Linked DNA regions of Zea mays: region 2 is linked to region 1. The links are chromatin contacts, called in public Hi-C maps. All regions are on one chromosome and are shown on one strand. Each heading gives the region's core, a stretch centred on a gene start, on an enhancer-like site or on the middle of the called end of the contact. The rest is flanking DNA. Distances are from core to core; before and after follow the strand shown. Region 1 holds the start of LOC103626973. Region 2 has its middle 6.2 kb from the start of LOC118472056.

Evidence for each region. Hi-C and Micro-C count contacts between places; a contact is called where the count stands out from the background.
Region 2: a Hi-C map of leaf shows a contact between it and region 1, with 7 times the contacts expected there. The contact joins the enhancer-like site here to the promoter of LOC103626973 in region 1. A contact is called at or near these places in 3 of 25 Hi-C or Micro-C datasets (ear, leaf and tassel).

What each region holds. Positions count from the first base shown.
Region 1 is chr5:143,258,270-143,263,020 of Zm-B73-REFERENCE-NAM-5.0, reverse strand. LOC103626973 reads right to left here and starts at 1,660. Exons shown (of 1, transcript XM_020537726.2): 1 at 582-1,660. The coding sequence starts at 1,562. The coding sequence ends at 855.
Region 2 is chr5:143,643,821-143,648,170 of Zm-B73-REFERENCE-NAM-5.0, reverse strand. No RefSeq gene overlaps it. Among protein-coding and RNA genes, the nearest start is that of LOC118472056, 6.2 kb to the left of the region's middle. Within about 2 kb of position 1,825, at least 16 of the 20 cell types and tissues checked have an H3K27ac peak or open chromatin away from gene starts, as enhancers often do. A contact at or near this core is called in ear, leaf and tassel, where this site is marked.

The sequences.
Region 1 (4,751 bases), core at 411-2,910:
TCGGCTTGGTCCCCGTCGCCGTCGAACAACCTTGGCTCGCTTTGGCCTGGTCCCCGACGTCGAGTTGAGGTCGACAAGACCACCACGCACGCTCTAGGTCGACGGGGGCGCTGGGCGCGGCCCATGCTGCTTCGCCTTGGGCCTTACCGGTCATAGCAAACAGAGATGATGGGAGGGGGTTAGTGCATGCCATGTGGGTCCAGCTACACCAACAAACGGCGTTGGCCGGCTTGTTGACCGCAATGGCACAGAGGGGAACAAAATCTAAAATTGATGGTATAGAAGGAATGCTATAATTTCTAATGACACGTAAAGTATCAGTATAATTTTTAGTGGCATAGAGGGAATTAACTCTAAACATTTGATACGTCACAAACTAACCAAACACCGGGGTAGCAGGTGGCGAAAGGTTCGATTCGGACATCCTGTCCCTGACCGGCCGGCCTGGGCACGTTTGCGTGGGAGACAGGTCCACAGCCGCCACTGGCTGACGACTTCTTTTCCCTCAGCCGTGACGCTTGGTCGGATAAGCAAGCAAGGAAAAATGGAGGCTTGGAAAGATCCACGGCCGACAAATCCCGCGCGTGCAAGTCTTTTTTTTTCTTCATTTTTTTCCCCATTTCTGGAATCTTACCTACGGCAAGCCGATAAACTGCAGAAATACCTTGACAATAGTAGCGTAATAGTGATGGTATTTGGGCATGAATAAATAGTATCCGAATAATAGAACCTTCTAACTAATGCAGTGGTGTCTGGTAACGAACGGCAGCGGCCACACGCAAATGCAGCTCCCCGCGGCCACGTATCGGCGACGGCGGACTAGACAGCAGGACACGACATGAAGCAGAGCATCATCACTTGGCACACGCGGTTGTGAGGAGGCCGATGAGGGCGAAGGAGACGATGACGATGGCCAGCGACGCCGCCCGCGCCAGCTTGCCGAAGCGGCGGGCGAGAGCCATGACCATGACGCCGACGGACACGCTGACGCGGTGTTTGTAGAGGCCGCCACCGAGCGTGGGAAGGAGGACGAAGGCGGCGAGGACAAACAGCCCCACGACCGCGAAGCCCAGGATCCGGGTCGAAGCAGGGGCGGCGCAGAGCACACGCCTGACGAAGGGGATGGCGGCGGCGGCGGCGACGGCGACAAGGGCCGATACCACACCGCTTTTCCCGGCGAGGACGTCGACAGTACGGTAGAGCAGGCCGCCGGCGCCGGGCGCGGTCAGGAAGAGGCACGCGGAGACGAGCAGGGCAGCGCCGAGGGACACGACGAGAGTCAGCAGGGCGAAGAGGTCCGCGCGCGGCGCGTCACCGCCCACGCCCGCGGCGGCTCCGAGTCCGCCGGGCGCCTTGCGGACGAAACGCGCCAGCAGCATGGTGCCGAGAGCGTAGGCCGTGGCCACGGCCATGGCGAGCACGCAGGCGGCGATGTCGAGGAGTGGGCTTCGCGGCCGCCCCGCGACGGCGTCGAGCAGCTGGCGCAGCGCGTCGGGGAATCCCAGCGCCCCGGCGCCGAGAGCCAGGACGATGACCCCCGGAATAGGGCCGGTGCCTGCCATTCGTTCGCGCTGTTCCCCCGTTCGTTCTGCTCACCTGCTGCTCAGTGTGAAGTTTATAGGAATCGGATAGCTTGTTTCCCAGAGACGGCCATCTATTATTTATACAAGATGCAGCCTGCAGGCAGAGGCTGTATGCCACTATGCCTGCCCGGCGGACAGGACATGCCGGCGGTGCGGTGGTCCCCACTTTGCCTTCCAGTCCGTGTCCCAGGAACCGAACGTGCACGATCCACGTGCACCAGTTTTGATCTCCAATTTTCAAAGTACAGGCACGTGTCCAACACGGCAACACCAGCCCACCACCGGAAGTTGTGCGACGATGTATTGCTATTGCTATGTAGAGGCACCACGGTTTAGACTGTCCGTAGCGGTTCCTCTAAATTTCTCTCACAATATCAAATTTTCGCGTTACATCATCACATTTTATCTTATACTTTTTTATTTCCCGCAGAAGTCTTTTCTATATTCTTCCACTATATCTCAATACAATTATAAAATATCATTATCCAACCCTATTCATCATTTATTACCATTTTTTTCTTCACAAATTAAAAAACCACCGCACAAATAAACGGTGAAAGGGGCGGCGGACTCGCTGGCAGCAACGTGTTTCTGTTCACTTCCGACGCCTCGGGGGCTTTGCCCCTGTTTGTTTCGGCTTTTCGCAGCTTCTAGCCACCAAAAGCTAATGCGAACTGCCAAACACTCAGCTTTTCAGCTAGCTTCTATAAAATTCGTTTGGATAAAAACCATTAAAATCAACATAAACATATAATCGGTTGAGTCGTCGCAATAGTAGTAATCCATCACTTTATAGATCCTGAGCCCCATGGACAACTTTATCTTCCTCCGTACGTAATCTTAATGATACTCAAATTCTCTACATAGTCGGATTCTCTCCACAGCTAGATTCTCGGAAAAGCCGAACCAAACAGTTTGCAGGGTACCGTGCTGCGCGCGCAGGGGCGCCCCTGTCAACCACTGCGGTTAGTCTGACTCTCAGGACTAGTTTAGAAATCCTAATTTTCTAAAAGATTTCTATTTTTCCAAGAGAAAATGAATTATTTTTTTTTGAGAAAATAAAAATTTAATATAAAATTAGGGTTTCCAAACTAGCCCTCAGTGTTGACGAAAGGCTCGGTTTTATCTCTTGGCCTTTACCGGCCGCCCCCTAGCCTCGACAGGTTTGTGTGCCAGAGCCACTGGCCGACTGAACGACTGCATTTTCTCCCCCACATTCGCTGGCTTGGAAAGATCTGTCAGGTCGTTGATGGCGAACCAACTTTGCTTGTTTGAGAACAAGAGAAGCCAACCGCAGAATCTCTAAGTTGTTTTTTTAATTTTAGTGTAGACTGTACCTTGTATTTGAAGCGATATGGGAAGAGATCTTTGTTGGTCATCTATTTTAGTTCCTGAAAAAAAAACAGGACAACACTATTTATCTTCCTACCGAGGGATAAGATGAAGTGACGAAGGTTTTTTATTCATGAATAATGTATAGAGGGGAAGATAACGAGATTGGATACGAAGGTGTGGCGGTCAAGCCCTCTCTTTCATTATTGTTCTTTTGTCTACAAGTACTTACATCAGTACCTTCGACTACGACCACAGTAGCACGAAGATGAAAAATACGGCTTCGGAGGTCGACGGTTCTCGGCCCGAAAAATCTAGTCCTCACGCATATGGCATGTACTCCTACTTATAGTGATGGCACAGTGTCAACTTCATATAAAATTATAAACATACACTCAGTTTCTATCAGAGGCGAGCCCCATTAAATTCAAGGGTATTCAAATGAATACCCATTATTTTTGGCAAAATAACTTCAATATATATACATGTATATAGTGTATGCATGAAAAATAAAAAAATGAATCAAATAAATAAAGGAATTCTGTTAATTTAGACTAAAATATCTCCTTCCTACCTTTCATACCTAACTAATCCAATCGTTTGTCGTGGATCATGAAGCCCAATAGAACGACAAAGTCCATGTTAGTACCTCATGACAAAAAAATCCACAAACCCTATTGTAGTCGCACATTGGCAGAGCCACCAGATGCGCCAGCAACCAAGTCGTGGTCACATCTTGCAGCCCCACGTGCCATGAAGACACCAGCACCTCCGTTGAGACATCGTGGCTCCGCGTCGTAGCTAGGTGTCCAGACTTGACTGACTAACTGTCATTGCGTTGCATCTGGCCTCGTTGTTGCGTCGTATGTCGTCCGTCGTCCGAGGCTTCAATCCACCCTCAGGCATCACCGCATGCAAGGACAGACAACTAGGAGCAAGGTCCCATCGTACCAATGTCCAAGCCTACCTAGCTAGTGGCCACCCGACCTGACCTCCCCTGCTTTGCTGCTTGCAGTACTGGGCTACAAATAGGGCATTAGCGATTGGAAAATGCTAAAGAGGACAAGCAGCCAGCTAGCAACTGAGCAAGAACCAAAAAATGCATTTCGATTTAAAATTTTTGAAATAGTTGTATGAAATTTGAGTTTAGTAGACTAGTTATTGAATCAGTTATGACCATAGCGTGTGTGTTTAATTATAGGTTATACATATATATAATTAACTATATATGTCGATAGACATGTTTTAATCTTCCAAAAAAATCATCCTATAAAAAATTTGAATACTCACTCTCTAAATCCTGGGCCCGCCATTGGTTCCTATACACATAAAGTATAAAGTCCCGCGGGGACCTCATCACCCTTTCACTTCACAGATGTGTTAATCAAGCTTCTAGATCCTTCTCATTCACCTTTGCTCAAATTCCGGTATTGCAGAGCCAAAGTTCCCTCCTTCGTCCCTGTGCACACGCCGATCCCATAGAGCTGAAGCTTCGTAGCTTTGCCTTTTGATCACACACTGCTTCCGACGAAGGATAGCTTCATTACCACTTTGTAAACTCACTTGAGAGTGATTTGGTAACACAATGTTTTTAGGATCTTCGGCAAGGACATTCCCCCAACAATAGCCCCTCGCAGGATTAGTTCGTTTTTCTATAACGTGCTCATACCACGAAATAAATGAAGGAATTGTGCTGAAGATCCGAAAAACACTTTCCCCGAGCGCATTATCAAAAACAAGATGCGAAGCGTTCTAATGAAAAGTTATATTTTTCCGGTCCACAAGACAGTGATTAAGTACACGATGTTGCCTTGGCTTCTACGCTCGCTTGTGTAT
Region 2 (4,350 bases), core at 576-3,075, 380 kb before region 1:
TTGGCTATTACCTCTGTCTTTAAATATACAATACTTTTAAGAATATCTAAAGTTTAAATAAATATATAGGTACAAATATTAATGTTTAGCTATTGGCTCTCTCTTTTGTATCCTTCTTTCACATAGATCTTTTAGCTGCAACTAGGATATCAGTGCACGACTGCTGGAAAATATCCATTTTGGGAAAAGGAAGGAGAATATATATGATATATCTTGCCTCTCCTGCACATTCAACTGGCACCCTACTACCTCTTTCGCGGTCTCTCTATCTAGCCTTGTAGCCCTACAGCTATAGGCTAGAGCCATGGGGCTCATGCACGGGAGATGAGGGTCGTCAGCTGCATGCGTCGTCGTCAATGTGGGTGTACTACCGTTTCAGGTTTCAGCAGATGGCAGACTGGTGACTGGTGCATGCAGCGCAGGGCCCGATCGGAGGGAAGGAGAAAGATCCGTCAGGGGAAGAAACCAACAACGGTTAGACGACAAAGAGGCCTCCTGTATTTTCGCCGGTAGACACGGAACAGAATTGCAGTTCCTGCGCTACATTTGCCATGCTTGGCTGACGAACAATTATGTATATGTACGTGCTGTACCTGTCTCTCTTTCAGTACGTATACAAACATGCAGGTACTGCCGCCATCTCCCTCCCCAGCCGACCCTGACCGCCTCTTAGTTGTGGTTTAAGACAGCAACATAAGTACATTTATAAAAAGTCTAAATATATTAAGACTTTATATATACTTTAACAAATAAGCATGAGTCAAATTTATATTTTAGAGACCATGTTATTGTCCTAAACAACAACTAATAGTACACTGGAGCGAATACGCGTGTACCTAGGGCCTTTTGGCACACAAGTTCACTAGGTGCTCACTACAAGAGATACTCTACGTATATACAGCACTTGACATTTTCTCATGCATTTTTTTTTGCACAAATGGACAACGTACTGTTTTAGCATTTTATTAGTTTTTTTTTGTCAAGCAGCAGTCTATGTTTTTTGTGGTATACCTTTTTTTCTTACATTTTTGTACCGAATTACCAACAACATGATTATTAAAAACAACTATAAAATGTAAGCCGCATGCATGTGACAAAAAAAAGGAAAATACGAAAACAAAATCTCGTGTAGGGGCACGACCCTAGTAAATAAATATAATCTACACGATGTTGTTGTTATCACCTTGTGAGAACCTCAAAATAATGACCCGATACGAGCGTTCATGGAGCTTATACCGATCTTCAATCATGTACACTTCCTGTTGCACATTCTCTTGTCACTATCACATTTGAATTCACCAACAGTGACGCAGGTCTACAGGCGGCCCGTTACTCAAAACAGGAGCGATGGGCTTTAACATGGCCCATCACTTTTCGTCTAAGTCATGTCAATGGGCTTTACTATATGGCTTAACCATGGGCATAGGTGATAGACCTCATTTGTCGCGTGAATAAGTCCTTGGTGAAACCCCTCACCTTTTTGTTTTTTGGTAGATACTAGAGCCACCCGTCACATTTTTCAAGCCTAATTTGTTTCTCTTAGATATGGTTTTATATTGGTCCTCTGAACCTATATATAACATATCTATCTAATAATGTACGTCAGTGATCAATGAAATCACATGATTATGACAAATAAGTAAGATATTTTATTATTAATAAATAATGTTTTCTCATAATTCTTCAGTAGCAGATAGAAGTTATATGTAATGTACCCAAAATAATGAAGATATTTGGCAGTTCTTTGGGTCGGTGGTGACGTTGAGTTCTTTGGGTTTGGCTTGGGCCTTCTGCTGTTGGGCACTGGTACAGTCGTACAGGCTTACGCTTCAGGGGATAGGCCTTACAGCACAGCGGCTGCCGGCTCACGGCTGGGTGGAATCGGCCATCGGGTCGGCCAGCTTGCATTTTGGGCCTACGGCCTGTAAACGGGTAGGGGTGTAAATTGTGCATTAAATTATTTACATGTTTTTTGTGCATGTAAACGGGTTGTTTAGTGCTTACATAAACAGGCCGGGCTCCTGCCCGCTGTTCTCTCGACCCAAACACGATCTCAAACATAGGGCCAGGTCAGTCCGACCCGAAATTATTTTATGTTGTGCCATGTTTTTTTATGTGCTTCGTACTAGCCCACCAAGCCTAGCCTAAATGTACACCTCTACCATCATGTAACCATTATACCTCGAACTATAAAAAGAGGGGCAAAGGAGCCCTCCTAAGGGCATCAGATCTCATCTCATCAGAGAATACAACACCACCCCATACAAAACATATGGTACTCTCTCACATCGAGAGCTTGAACTTGTCTAAATCTTCGTGTATCTCGCGTTTTACCTTCAACTTTCGATCTCGCAACCTACCCATAAATTCAAAGCTGAAAATTCCTTGACAGCTGGCACGCTAGGTAGGAGTTGCACAGATCAACTGAGAGTTGATGGTAGCCATGAAGTTCACCACCTATATGCTGACCAACTTCGTCTCTTACACTCCAACTTCGTCTCCTACTTGGATTAGGATTCGACTCCTACTTAGACTCAAATTCTATTGCAACTTCGTCTCCTACTTGGATTAGAATTCGACTCCTACTTGGGTTCAACCGACTCCAACTTCATCTTCTACTTGGATTAGGATTTGACTCCTACATGGACTCGGATCCAACTCCAACTTTGACTCCTACATGGACATATATTCAACTCTAGTTTCAGCTATGACATGTTCTTGGATTTGACTCCACCTTTGTGTATGACTTGGATTTGGATTCGTCTCCACCTTCGACTATGACTCAAATTCGACTTCGGTCTCGACTATGACAAAACTCAGATTTGAGCCCATTTTCTACTTTGGTTTGGGTTCGAATTTGGCCAAACCATTAGTGGACCATGGTAACTATTACCTCCAAAGGTTAGAAGTTCAAATACAGACTATAGATGCATTTTCCTACCTCCAACTACATTGTAGGATACAAAACATTATTGCTTAATATAAGGATAGCCATTGTATTTGGCATATGATGGATCCAAGTTCCAAGGGATTCTAGGCTAGCAATAAATCAAATAAACAAGGAGTTAGTGCGCAGCTATTACAAGATGATGACCTATTCTATTAGGATTTACCTACAAATATTACGTGGTGTCACCATCTTGGAGAAGAACGATTTTTCTCGCGGACCGAGTTGTCCAACGGGTTAGTCTTGAGTCTTTTAACTTTGGTACTTATTGTATATCACTTAATGATGGCAAAATCATGAACAACTAAGTTGTTTTTATGTTTAAGATTTCTTTATGTTGAGTTTTTTTGCTTCCGTCATTTTGATTGTCATGTTGCACCTAAGATGTTGGGGGCTACTAATGGCTATGTGTTGGCACATATCAACGAATATAGACTTGATGATAGAGTTAAGCCATGTGCCTACTCCTTAAATATATCTAATTCATGGAACATCAATCTACTAAGTCGGTCATGTGTTTAAAGTTGTTCTTTATGGTTAAGTCTTTCTCAACATCTTGGTCATCATACTACACCCTGTCGGTGTTTGGAGCCCGACCGCACACCCAGGGTTACCCCTCGCAGTGCTTTTGGGTAGGACGGTGCTGTTGACTGTAAATCAATGGTTCATGCGAGATGCACGAGAGAAGACAGACAATTTTCTATAGGTTCGGGCCGCTTGGAGAGGCGTAATACCCTACTTCCTGGTGTGGATCTTTATGTGGTGGGTTACAAGAGAAGTCTCCAGAATGGAGAGAAACTAGTGAGGTGGGTTGGTGATTGACTTGGAAATGATGGGGTACCCCCTAGGCCTTATATATTCGACCGTGGGGCACTACATGCGTATGGGATGACGATGAGTACCTAAACAATAGTGAACCGACTGAACTTATCTTCCTATAATCTTGTCGATTTATCTCCAATCCATTCCGATGTTCAAGGGTGCTGCGCGCAGGAAAGTCATGCAGACGCTATGGATAGCGCCTAAATCCAACGAGCTGCTTGGGCCGGAGCCTGCTTCCTTCTCCTGTTGGCCCATTCCGCTAGTAGTCCTCCCTTGGCCCACGAAGGAATGGCTTTGCGATACAACAAGCCCAGAAACCCTTCGCGAGGCCTTCTTGCCTTCTAGTGGACCTGGGTGATATCTGTCCCCCACACACCCGAGATGTTGGGGAGTTATTAATGGTTATACATCAATAATAGATATAGAGTTATCACTTGAATTTAGTAGAGAGATAGGCCTTCACGAATAGTTTGGTTAGGAATTTGACACTTGAATTTAGTAGAGAGATAGGCCTATAGTCGCTAACAATGAGGGGAGAATCATTTTTAGGGATGATCAAAACATGCGAATTATTGATGCTT